Linked DNA regions of Sus scrofa: region 1 is linked to region 2. Evidence: chromatin contacts called from public promoter capture Hi-C data. All regions are on one chromosome and are shown on one strand. The core of a region is the stretch at or near the end of the contact, and the rest is flanking DNA. Distances in the headings are between cores, read along the strand shown. Region 1 holds the start of SHTN1 (shootin-1). Region 2 holds the start of HSPA12A (heat shock 70 kDa protein 12A).

Region 1 (6,580 bases), core at 31-2,530, 140 kb before region 2:
ACTCATGCTAAAGTATTATGTTGACTTTATAGAAGAGAAAGCAGTGCTACTGTTTTTTTATTTTCTTTTGAATTAGAATTTAGTAGGAATATCAGATACTAGTTACAGCATTTACCTATCTATGTTCTAGCTCTCCTTCCCCATCCATCATGGAGACCCACTCAGTGAATGGAGTTGGATATTTACATAAAATAGCAAAAGAGGAATTAGCAGAAACACTGTGCTAGTGTAGAACCCACATTAAGAGCTTGGAGGTAGTGAGGAAAACCAAGATGTACAGTAAGCCTAATTCAATTTGGATTTATTTTGCATGCTTAATGATTAGTGTAAAAGAACCGCGTGCCTATTTAATTTATAATTAGCATCCAAAACCTCCTTTTCACAGACTTGTAACCTTTATTTATTTATTTATTTTAAAGACCATCTATTGAATGTTGAATTCTGGATGTGATATTTTGTGTATCTTCCTCTGCTTGTTCAACACTTACAACTCTTACAGGAGAGTAGGTACTAGTATTATTACCTTTTTTTTTCTTTTTATGGCTGCGCCTGTGGCATATGGAAGTTCCCTGGCCAGGGGCCCAATGGGACTGGAGCTGCAGCTGAGGCGTATGCCACAGCCCTGGCAACAATGGTGTGAGCGGCTTCTCCATCTATGCTGTAGCTTGCGAAGGATCCTTAACCCACTGAGCAAGGCCAGGGATGGAACCCACATACTCACAGACATGTCTGGGTCCTTAACCTGCTGAGCCACAAGGGAACTCCTATTACCATGTAATAGGAGTCTTGAAGTCTTTGGACTTGATCGATTGACTGGCAACTGGCGTTTGGGGAGCGCCATTTTGAAATCTGGCGGCCTATTCTGGTCAGGCTCTAACTCAGAGGTGGGTTTAAACGGTGCAGAAGGCAGTGAAGTGGGACAAATTCTGGGGTTTACTCCATCAGGCTCTGCTCCCAGGCATACGTGTGACCTCTGGCATTAGGACTGCAGTGACGTCTGCCCTGAAGAGAAGAGTTTCCACCGCAAACCAGATAGTTCGGGGAGGCCCGGCAGTCCACATGCAGCAGGGCCCACTTCTGACCACCTCTCAAACCTTTTGCTGCTTGGAGGAAGCCAGACCAGGAGCTAGGAGCTGGTAACTACCGCACCCTTCTTCGCTCACTGTAATTTAGTAGGCCCGGCCTGTTTCAGTATCTTTAAGCTTTTCAAGGTGCCAATGCACAACGCTGAGCCTGCCCCTGCGGGCATCTATGTTTCCCCAGGCCGCCCAGGTACACCTTGTGAGAATTGGGGAAGAATCCTGTGTTTTGCCCATTATGGCCCGCTCTACATTGGCAGCTCGCAGAAAGAGGCCTTCGGCGGCGTTCAAAGTGAGCTTCTCATAGATATCTTTACTGCTGGCCCACAGCCGGTTTTCTCCTGAACGCGATCTGGGTGTCCGCGGTGGGTGGGAGCGGAGAAGGGGTGCAGGAGCAAGTCAGAGAGAACTCACTTAGGCCCGCACGCCCTCCCGCCTGCGCATCCTCCTGCGCCGGCTTCGGCGGAGGAAGCCGAGCCGCAGTAGCCGCCGCAGGCTAGGACACGGGTTGCGGCCCCGGTGCCACCGCGGGTGCCTCCATCGTCCCCACCCCCGGAGTTGCCGGCCTGTCTCCGCCCTTCTCTCCAGCCTGCCGCCTGCCTGCAGGTGAAGCAGCCAAGGCCGCTGAGTAGGTGCGTGGGGATGATCTCACCCGCGCGCTCCGCGCCAGGAGGAGGAGGAGCGGGAGCTAATCCAACTTCCGGGTAGTGAAGCCGCAAGCCACCGGCATCTTGCTTTTCTTCCCCCCTCCCTCTGCACCCCTCGCCTCTCCCTCCTTTCCTTTAATTCCCGGCCCCACCTGCCAAAATGAACAGCTCGGACGAGGAGAAGCAGCTGCAGCTCATCTCCAGTCTGAAGGAGCAAGGTAGGCGGGCGTGTGGCCGCCAGGTGCGGGCAGCACGGCCCGTGGGCGGGGACGGCTCCGGGGCGCTTGGTTTGGGGTGGTGGAAGCTGGGCGGGAAGTGATGCGGCCGCAGTGGGCACCCCAGTAGCTCCGTCACCCGTGGAGAAACGTCCTTCGCGCCCCGCGCGCTTTGGGGAGCCCAGGGCAGAGGGTAACATGCGGGTGTCTGGGAGTGTCTCTCTCGCCGGGCTGTGTGGGAAGCGTTACCCCCTGGTTGCTTAGCAAGTGATGCAGGTTTAGGGGAAGGGACGTGGATTCGGCGCGGACAAGGTCCCACGGTACTGCCTTCCACGCGGGAGAAGCGGGTGGGGTTGGTTGTCTTGGAGAGGGGGCGGTTTGATCGCCCTGCTCCCTAGTCTTGGCCCCACCCTTGCACATTGAGGCTGGGAGGCCTGCGGCACTCCTTCACAGCCTTTCCAGCTTTTCTATCTGCTTTGGCCTAGTTCCTCTTTCCTTACCCAGCTAGGATTTTCAGACCATGGTGTGTTTTAACGCTTCCCATTTTTAGTAATTTATTAGTCTGTGAGGCAACAGCCTGCGCGTGTGGGGCTTCTTGAATTAAGACTTGGCTGTGGTTTGCAGGAAAGCCAGGCCATGTACATGCATTTCTACTGGTGGCTAGATAAAGAATAGTTTTAATGCCCTAATAAAGAAGTGTTTTAGTTGGTCATTTTCATCACTTAACACTTATGAACAAAGCCAAATTACTAATCATATATGATCCTAACACCTTTTAAAATTATTTTTATCCAGACCAAAGGTGGTCTGAGAATATGGGTCAAGAAAGAGAGGAACTATACAAATTTAGGAAGTGAATTGTATAGGAACGTGTGCTTTTCTGAATAACTTGCTAACATGGCCCTGTAGTGGAAGGGGCCCTGCTCTGTGGCTAATTGTGGTGTTTAGTCCCAGCTCTTTCACTTCTCTTGGCTCAACTCAGCAACTCTGGGAACTTGGAAGAGTCACTTCCCTTCCATGTGTCTTACAGCTAATCAAGCCTTACCTGACTAAAGGCAAGGGCTAAACCAGATGATTTCATGAAGTCTGTCCAGGACCATGACCTGTTGCTCCTTGACGCCATAAACATACCATTCCATAACAGTATGTGGATTCCTCTGGAGTATGCACTCCTGAAGACAAATCTCAGCATGACTGTTTAGTAACTGTATGACCTTGGGGAAATTATTTAACCTCACCAAAATGGACAGAATACATTCCTCTGTGCTATCTAGTATCTACAAAGTGCTGGGTAAATGTTAATGGCTTTTGCCTTCTCAGTACCTTCAGCTCCCATCCTAGATTAGCCTGATGTCATAAAGTCAGTCACAAGCATCAGTGAATCTTAGTGGATGGGCAGAGTGCCTTTATCTGGAATTTCTCAAGTGTTTCAGTGAGGGGCTGGTTTCTATTAGTATTTTATTTCTAATAACACCTCACCCGCCCAATGTAAGGACTCTTTATACCTATTCTAGACTGTTGGAGCTTTCATTATTGGTAGTATCTGTCAGTGGATACCAGATCTTTTGATGCATGGTTAGTTGTCAGATAATGTCAAAATTTAAAATTTCACTTCTCATTCTGTATATAATTTAAAGGATAAATTAACAATGCAGATAATCCACAAGTTATTTATATTTGATTTTGGAACACATTTCTATCTTTGTGTTGGATTTGAAAGCTGAGAAAAAGGGAGGAGTCTTAAGTTTCTGGTTCTTTCTCCAATTATGTTGGAAAACAAACAAATCCATGCATTAGTATTTTTAGAGGATATATTTCCTTGATTATGGGTATATCAAAGGCAATAGAACAGCTAGACTCTGTATTTCTTTGGTTACACTTTTTTTTTCTTTAGGATATTGAGTTGGTTACACAGCAGCTGTTGTTTTTTTTTTTTTTTTTTTCAGCCCACGTGTAATTTTTATACATCTCAAAACTAGGGTGTTTATTTGTCAGTGGATCATAGACTGTGATAACAATTGACTTATTTCAAGAGTATTTCATTGTTGTTTAACCTATGGAACTAACCAGGAAGCTCGGGAGTTGAGGTTAAAAACAAAAACAAAAACAAAAAAAAACAGGCAACTGGTTGTTTGGGCTCTTACCAATGTTATGATCAATTTTGTAAGCTGGTGTGTGTGCTTTGTTTTTGAAAACAGACAATGCTTTTTATTGCCTGTTAACATTGTAAATAATTCCACTACTCCTGTTTAATGTGAAGAAGAACAATTATTGATAAAATACTCTTATTTTCCTTTTTTAATGCTGAGTAAACATATTTATTTACTTCTTTGACAAATACCAGGTACCTAGCGTATGTGGGCCCCAAATGCTATGCACTGGGGGAAGAGATGGTGAACCAGACAGATAAGTTTCTTGTCTAGTAGGCCATCATTAATCAAATAATCATTCAAATCAGTTTTTACAATTATCTTTTTTTTTTTTTTTCTGGGATAGATTCTTAGAAATGGAATGATTGGATTTGAAGGCAGATACATACAAAGTTTTGCTGGACAGTGCAACATTCCCACCTAGCAGTGTCCATTTCCCCAGGCATTGATCAGCATTGACCATCCACAGTCATTACTAATTTGGCGGCTTGACAGATTGCTTTATTTTTGCCATTCAGCTGAATAAAAATGATACCTTTAAAAAATTTGTTTGACCTGGTTATTAGTGAGGCTTGAAATCTTTTTGTGTGTTTATTGGCCATTGAGGATTCATCTTATCATTCCTTCTCTAGTGTGTTTTAAGTCTAAAATCTCAACCCATTCCCCAGGAGGGTGTTCAGAAAGAAGGTTCCCATCCATTCTAAATGGCAGAGCTGACAGCAGCCTTCCCTAATGTGAAGCCTTTAGTGGTGTGGTGAATAAGGTTGCTTTTGACAAAAGTTGTGAAATGTAATGACGGAGTCTGTCATAATATGAACAATCTCTAATTTATACTTACGATTCCCTAAGCTCTATGTCTTGTAAATCACACCCACTTCTGAATTACTTCAAAACATTGTATGTTCCCTTCTAGTGAATGGTATAATTAGCTATATTATGTCTTTCTGGAAAGTTATATTATGTCCCCTTAAAAAAAATTAGCCAGTGTGCGATTGCTTATGTTCAAGCAGATGTTGAGGTAATGAGGTAATTCTCCTTTTGTCTTTTTGGGGGCTTTATTTTATTGCACTGATTGACATCTTTAATGCACTGAGAAATAGCAACTTGGGATACTATTTCCAATGCATATTTCTTCACTTACTAAAGTGGACATTTCCCTTACAAAACATAATACAATTTGCTCCCCTTCCAGAATTCTGTTGGGAAATGATAGACTTAGCTCTCAGCATTTGTTTAAGGTACATGATTTTCTTTGTATTTCATTCAGTCCACATGCATTGAATATTCATAGCCAGGCACTGTGCTAGGCATCAGAGATACAGAGATGGAAAAGCCTTGTCCCTGCTGATGAGGAGTGCCTAGTCTAGAGATGCTGATAGAATGTCCAGTTGGCCTCATTTGGGTCATGTGTTTAAATCCTTTGGACAGGGAGGGGCAGAGCACCTTGATTGGCAGCCCTCACAAAGACCAGTGGATTGGCGTAGTCCAAAAGAGAATGGTGCCACTGCCGGAAGGGCGGATGCAGGCTGGGCAGAGACAAACAACAGATGTCCACTAAACTGGTCATCATAATAATGCTGTGTCATTTGGATCTTATTGAGGAACTTTGAAGAGAGGGATTACCGCTTAGCAAAAAGGATGTTCTAATGTAAGATCAATACAACAACAACAAACAAGCAAAAGTTAGGAGCTATTCCTGGACTAACACTATTAAAAATGGATTTCCTATGGTAAGATAATTGGTTTTAAAGCAAGGTATCTTCTTTCATCTTGGGAATTGGTATCATTTTCTTCAAGATTATTCAGCTAATGCTTACAGTTCAGCTAAAAATTTATTCAAGCTTATTCCTAGAGCCAAGTTAGTAATTAAAAGTCTTCCAGTGTTCCCTTGGCTGCTAGACTAGAAAGTAGGTAGAGCATTATTTTGACAAAAGGGGCTGAAACTATTGTCTACCACAATGACCATATCAGTCTAGAAAAACTGAAGCATTGCCAATCTTGGATCCGTACAAAGTCAGTCAGTAGAAAGCAGTTTGGGACTAAATGTTCGCCTTGGGGTCAAGTGCAAACTTGGCTTTATACTGCTATTTTCCAAGTGTGATCCAGGGGCCATTTGTATCTGAATAACCAGGGTACATATATACTTATTTACACATGAGAAGAAGGCTGGTAAACTTATTTTTCTTCATCCGGTTACATTTTTGTGAGATTTATATTTAAAATTTTTTTTCTTTTACAACAAAGTATAATATGGGTTGAGAAAAGTGCACAAAATGGGAATGAACATCTCAATGAATTATTTTTAAAAAAGCAAATATGTCTCTAACAACACTTAAATCAGAACATTTCCAGAAACCCTTTCTTAACCACTCCAGTCGTTGTCACCTTCCTTTCCCCATAGTCAGTGTCACCAAAGATAAGTTTTGCAAGTTCCTGAAATTTACCTAAATGGAATCATACATCGTGTATTACTTGCTTCTGTCTTCTTT
Region 2 (6,134 bases), core at 841-3,340:
GCATTATGAGTCACGCTGTGTGATCTCACTCAGCATGCAAGGGAGAACCACAGAAGGCTTCTGAGCAAGAGAAAGAAGGTCAGATTGAAGATTAGGAGCACTAATGTGGGATGGACTTCGCAGAGGGAGAGACTAGGTAAGAATCAGGATGGCCAAAACTAGGGCAAGGACTGAGAAACGAGAAGGAGGTTGCCATTTTGCCAACCCAATTCCTGAACATCCTTCAAACCCAAGCCAAACTCCCAGCCAAACCACAGCCCACAGGGATATGCCCCATCCACGAATCCCTTTTCACAGGCTCACAGGTGATCTATTCCTCAGGCCAGCACAGCAGCATATATCACCCTATCCAGTCATCTCATGTATCATCAGCATTCACCCCTAACTGAGGTATAAGATCCCAGAGAGCTGTGCTAACCAAAGTCCCTGCTGCCTAATAGACTGGGAAGAGCATTACACTTGGGACAAGAGTCCAAGTTTCCAGTCTTTCCTTTTGGACTGAGTCGCTATGAGATAAGGTCTTCATGAAATGAGGAAGTTAGACGAGTTAAATTTCAGGAATTCCTCTAAACAGAGACAGTGGAAAGAGAATGGAATGCCGCATTGCCTTCACTCCTTCATCCTATAAATAGTTCCTGAGAGTCCATCATGCATCATGCCCTCTACTAGGTACCAGGGACACAGACCAGGTTTGATGTGTTACTGTCATTTACTGTGTCCCTTGGGAAAATCATTTAAATTTACTGGGCCACAATTCCTTTATTTGCAAAATAGGAATCATGTTTATCTCACCATGGTCCTAGGGATGAAGTGAAATCACATAAAGCACAAGGTGCTCAGTAAACACTGCCCTCCCCCAATCTGACGTATGGGCCGTGACCAAGAAAAATGAACATCTGTGGAACATCCCTTATATTAACCGCTTCAACAAGATGTGGTCTTGAACCCTGTGAACACATCATGCTTCTTAGTGCTTCGCCGTGGTGCAAATTCCTGCCAGTCCCAACCATGATGCCTTCCAGAAGGTAGGTGTTGGTTAGTACTTATGGTTCTAGAAATGAGAAAACGCTTGTATTTGTTCCAGCTGCCCACTGCTTAAGGTAAAGGTGTGTGTCAGATGGACTGAGCTCCCACAGTGTTGCAGTGGAAACGAATTCCACTAGGAACCATGAGGTTATGGGTTCCACCCCTGGCCTCACTTAGTGGGTTAAGGATCTGGTATTGTCGTGAGCTGTGGTGTATGTCTCAGAGGCTCCCATCTGATGTTGCTCTGGCTGTGGTGTAGGCCTGCAGCTGCAGCTCCCATTTGACACCTAGCCTGAGAACATCCACATGCTGCGGAGGTTTTTAAAGCAAACCCCCCCCCCCCAAAAAAAGCAAAAGTATGTGCCAGACTAGATCCAGGGGCACAGCTCTAAAGCAGGCTAGGGAGGGTTTCAGAGAATGCTACAAGAACACTGAAGGACGATTAGTCCAGGATAAAATGGGCAGGATTTTGATTATATCTGAAGTTTAGGTGGGAGCTGGTCAGGTGGGATGGACATCCAGGTAGACAAGGGCGCAGAAGCCAAGGAGTATAGGTTGAAACTTGGCACGATGGGAGCCTACTGGGTTTGAGGCCCCAGGATAGGCTGAGGCCAAGTTGTGGCAAATGCCAAGGCGTCCATCCCGGGGTCAAAAGGAGGCCACTGAAGGTTGGTAAACTGAGCTACAGAGTATTAAGTTCCGTGATTAAAAAGACAACTGGCAGGCGAGCCCACAAGGACACCTGCCAGGCTCTGAGCAGTCGCCGTAGCTACAAATCCGCCTACAATCCTCTTTCCTCTAGCTGATTCCAGTCCACCACTTTCTCTCTCTCGAGACTCCTGCGCCCAGGTTTCCGCTCTGCTTCTTTCTTCACGGTGGCAACTCTGCACAACCACCACCCCACGACCCCCGGCGGCGGCGGCGCGCGTGCGCGACTCTGCGGCGCAGGCGCACTGCATTGCCGCAGAGCGGGGCGGGGGAGAGGGGCTGGAGGGAAGAGGGTTCCTGTCCCAGGTCCCTACCAGGTGCCCGTAGACGTCGGCAGGCTGGAGGTAGAAGGTGGAGTTGAGCAGCTCTTCCAGCCTGCGCGGAACGTCGTTCTCCCGGTAGTACTCCAACGCCTGCTGCTTCAGCTTCTGCAGCTCCCTAGTGGTCCCACAGCTGCGGCCGCCGCCTTCTTCCCCCATGGTAGGAGATTTAAGGCTACAGCGGGGGTTAGCTTGGGGGCCCGTGAGCGTCCTCCCCGTCGCTAGGCAACGCAGCGAGATCACGACCTCAGATCTCGCGATGCTTCCAGCCCCGGGTTCTTCCCGCGGCTGGAGCCGCGAATGGCTCCTTCCCCCTCCTCCCTCCCTCCCTCTTCCTGAGGCTTTGGCCCCCGGGGTTGGGCTCCTTGCTTCCTGAGCCTAGCACGCTCCCGGCGTCTTTTTCCACTACTTTCTCGACGGGAAAGTGGTTCACGCTCTCACGCAGCGCTTTTTGCGGAAGCGTGGGAACCCTGGCTTCCAGCTGGGGGACTCGAGCCTGCGGTGGTGCGCCGGCTTCCCGGGGGCCCTGGAACTCGGGCCGTCAGGCTTCCTCCACCCACCCTATCGTTCCTCGCGGTCGGGGAGCCTCTGTGGGGGCGGCCCGTTCCGGCCCACTTCCCTGGGAGGATTATGAGAACTCTAGACATCCTTACCAAGCTGTGGGGGTCCCAGGAATTCATTCATTGGACCGATATTTAACTACCTTCCCCGAGCCGCGCAGTGTGCTGGTTGGGCTTACTGCGCTGTCCTGGAGAGAAAAGCGGGGTGAAATCAGTAGAAGAAAGAAACAGTGTAGGCCGAAAAATTGGGGGTGAACCTTAAGGACAGGCCTCGGGGTGGGGGTGTTAGCAGGCAGGACTTGAGGAGAAGCAGAAATGGAGGACTGTCATTGGGTCATGTTCCCTCTCCAGAACCTGCATCTCGCCCTTTTAAATTGAGACTGCCTGCTTGGCTTCGTTCCACCTGCCAGGTGCAATTATAGAACTTCTTTAATGGGCGCCCTCTGCTCTGGATACTTCTGCTTCAGGAAAGGGCTGAGATGGACTGGGTGTTCTTGTTCAACTCTTGCCTGTTTGTATTCGTGACCTAAGCAGAGCATTTAAAACATTCATGCTGCACTTTGCTCATCTGGAAAACAATCTTAACTACGCTGCCTGCTTTCACCAGTCAGTTCAAATAAAATGAGAAAATGAGTGAGAAAACACTTTGGAACATAGCTATTTTCAGTAGAGGCAGGTAGGCTGTATAAAAATAATGTGCTTCTATAAATACTGCTGCAGGAACCCGACATGCCTCCTTCTGAACTCCCTCTGTATTTTCTCCAGTTCTCTAATGGAACATTTCACTCTCTGGAGTGTAATAGATCAGCACGGGTCTACCTTAGTCTTGCTGGATGGAAATCCCTCCATGGTAGGAGTGAGGTCTGTCATTTTCATGTCCACAGCAGAGCCTGGGGCCTGGCAGGGACATGTTCTCTGCTGAATGACCTTTGCTCAGAATAAGCCAGTGCTGCTGCTGCTGTTTCCATTCCACCATTCTTCCTTTCCTCATACCCCTTTAGATGGAGGGCATCCCCTTCGCTCACACGCCCATCCTTTTCTTCTTTAATGCCTGTTGAGTCCCACATCTTCAAGGAAGCCATGCTCCCCACTCCAGCTCCCATGGCGGCCAGCCCTTCCTTTCTTCTACACTCCCTCTCCGCTTGGAGCTGGAGCCACAGAATCCAGCCTCTAGGGCCGTCTTGACTCATTTGATGTTTTCCTGGGAGATTGGAAGTGTCCTGCGATGGGACCGAGATGTCTGTCCCCTCTGTAACCCACTGGCCTCTAAATTCCCTGAGGGCATGGACTTGATCTGTCTTGTTCACCAGTGCATTCCCAGCATAAGTACATTACCTGAGAGAGTAGAGAGTCACTAAATGTTTGTTGAGTGAATGAATGGATTTTATACATAATAAACCCTTAATTCACAATCAGGTGTTTTGGAGTTGGGTGAAGACAGGCTGTACACCAGGCTGGCTCAAGCAAAGGGTTTATTTTCAAGAACAGTAAGAAATAAGAATGGAAAAGCAGTCCGAGGTGAGATTGTGAAGGGACTGGGATATGATTCTGTAAGAGTGGGGAGCCCTCTAACTTCTGAATAGAGGCTAGGCAAGATGAAAGTGGTGTTGTGAGAGGTGGTTGGTAGGCTTCGGGGGGTGTTTGGTTACAAAAATCAGAAGACCCAGGCAGAAAATAACATAGATGTAAGAGCCTAAACAGTAATGGTAGCAATGGAAGAGAAGGATGAGGCAGGTAATAGGAAGGAAAGATGAAAATCCCCTTTGAGTGATTGGATGTGGGGTTGGGGAATCAAAGATGACTCTATCAAGGATAGCGTGTAGAATTCTGTCTCAGTTGAGAGAAATGGGGTAAATGAGAGAGTGATCTGGTTTTGATGGAGGGAATATGGTGCATTTGGTTTTGGATTGTAGAACTTGAGGTACCTCGAGGAAAGGAAGAACTAAAGACACAGACGTAAGACATCCACAAGGAATTTAAAGCTGAGTAAGAATAGGTGAATCTTCAGGAGGGAAAAAGACAACCAATCCTCTTGAACTAAGGACATAAATATTGAGGAAGATATTTATTTAGGATACGGGGGGACAAAAAGAACTTAAAAGTTTATCTTTTAGTGCAAAAAATCCACCTTTTTTCGTCTTTATGTGTTGGTAGAATCTGATTTGCCTGGAGTGAGTGTATTTTATAACTTTGAAGAATTAAACTAAAATAAATATGTGAGGGAAGGATATTATGGCAAATATTAAAGGGGAATTGAAGACTGAAAAGAGATTTTTAGGAACTCAGTTCTTCCCTTATGGATCATTCCATTTTCCTCAAATAAAAATAAAACTCTACGCAGGCTACAGGGATAAATAAACCTACCGTCTCTGTTTACCTCTGTCATTCACTCAGTCAACCAGTATTTATTGAATGCCCACCATGTGTCAGGCACTGTTCTAGGAACCTGGGGAAAAGTGGATCAAATGGATAACTTTTCCTTGGGGCACTTAAGTTCTTTGGTGCTTCAGTAGCACTTACATCCTAGTGAGCCACTGGGACAATAAAAGGAAATAATAATAGATGCAAAAGCATTTTGAAAAGTTGGTATGCTGGGGGTTAACAGCCTGTTGGTGTTGACAGATCCAGGGTAAATAAAATTATTATTCATAACAATTCCCATTTATCTTTTGCATAGACATTACAAGTACTAGGGTTTTAGCTGTAAGCTACATTTACGCATATGCATATTTTATATACTTAATACATTGCTTGTTTTAGTACCTTGGTGACTGTATTTACATTTCATATTGAGGCTAAATATCTCAGTGAAGGTACTCTCAGAGCACAGAGCTTGAAAGGGATTGAATGCTGCCAACCTTAAATGTAGAAACTGGGGAGTTGAGGAGGGGAGGGAAAGGAAGAGAAGGAAAGGTTTAGAAGATGTAGAACGTTCTGGAACATATCTAGGGAGGGAGAGGAGGGAAAGGAAGAAAAGGAAAGGTTTAGAAGATGTAGAACATTCTGGAACATATCTAAGGAGGGAGGGTAGGACAATTTTCTGAGAATTGGAAAACCTGGAGTCCCACTGTCCCCAAGATCTGCTGGGACCTCATGAATGAAATGAGAGGGTTGGACGCGATCAGTGTTTCCTACCCTTTTTGAGTATGAACACGACACAGCCCAGGTAACAGTGGTTAGATACAGTGACTGTGAATTCAGTGGTCCGTCTAGAGGCATTTGTATTTCATTCATGAAAACTCTATACATGTGACAGAATTGCATTTACAGGCAAGCCATTCCTCAGTGTCGGGGTGTGTTTGCTGCACGTGTGGACTTGCCCACCGTTCGCAGGCTTTTCAGGGACCTTGATCGAGAAGCACTGAGCTGGGTCTCTCCATCTTAAATCTCTTCTACATTCTAACTCTGATCCAAGATAAAGTATCAGGACATGTGAGTCTGTTTCTTTCTGCTAATTGAGGAGCCTTCAAAGAGGAAGCGAACCATTTTTCAGTCTGGGTTTCAAAAAGAATTTCCAGGC

Evidence for each region. Promoter capture Hi-C pulls out the DNA fragments that hold promoters and counts their contacts.
Region 1: a promoter capture Hi-C map of liver shows a contact between it and region 2, with 5 times the contacts expected there. The contact joins the promoter of SHTN1 here to the promoter of HSPA12A in region 2. A contact is called at or near these places in 1 of 5 promoter capture datasets (liver), 6 of 47 Hi-C or Micro-C datasets (embryonic fibroblasts, liver and skeletal muscle) and 1 of 2 datasets of contacts at active chromatin or transcription factors (alveolar macrophages).

Annotation. Positions count from the first base shown.
Region 1 is chr14:127,169,922-127,176,501 of Sscrofa11.1, reverse strand. It overlaps SHTN1 (shootin-1), which reads left to right and starts at 1,280. Exons shown (of 15, transcript XM_005671487.3): 1 at 1,280-1,944. The coding sequence starts at 1,887.
Region 2 is chr14:127,033,115-127,039,248 of Sscrofa11.1, reverse strand. HSPA12A (heat shock 70 kDa protein 12A) reads left to right here and starts at 2,090. Exons shown (of 17, transcript XM_021073398.1): 1 at 2,090-2,214. It overlaps ENO4 (enolase 4), which reads right to left. Exons shown (of 13, transcript XM_021073404.1): 1 at 2,049-6,134. The coding sequence starts at 2,213.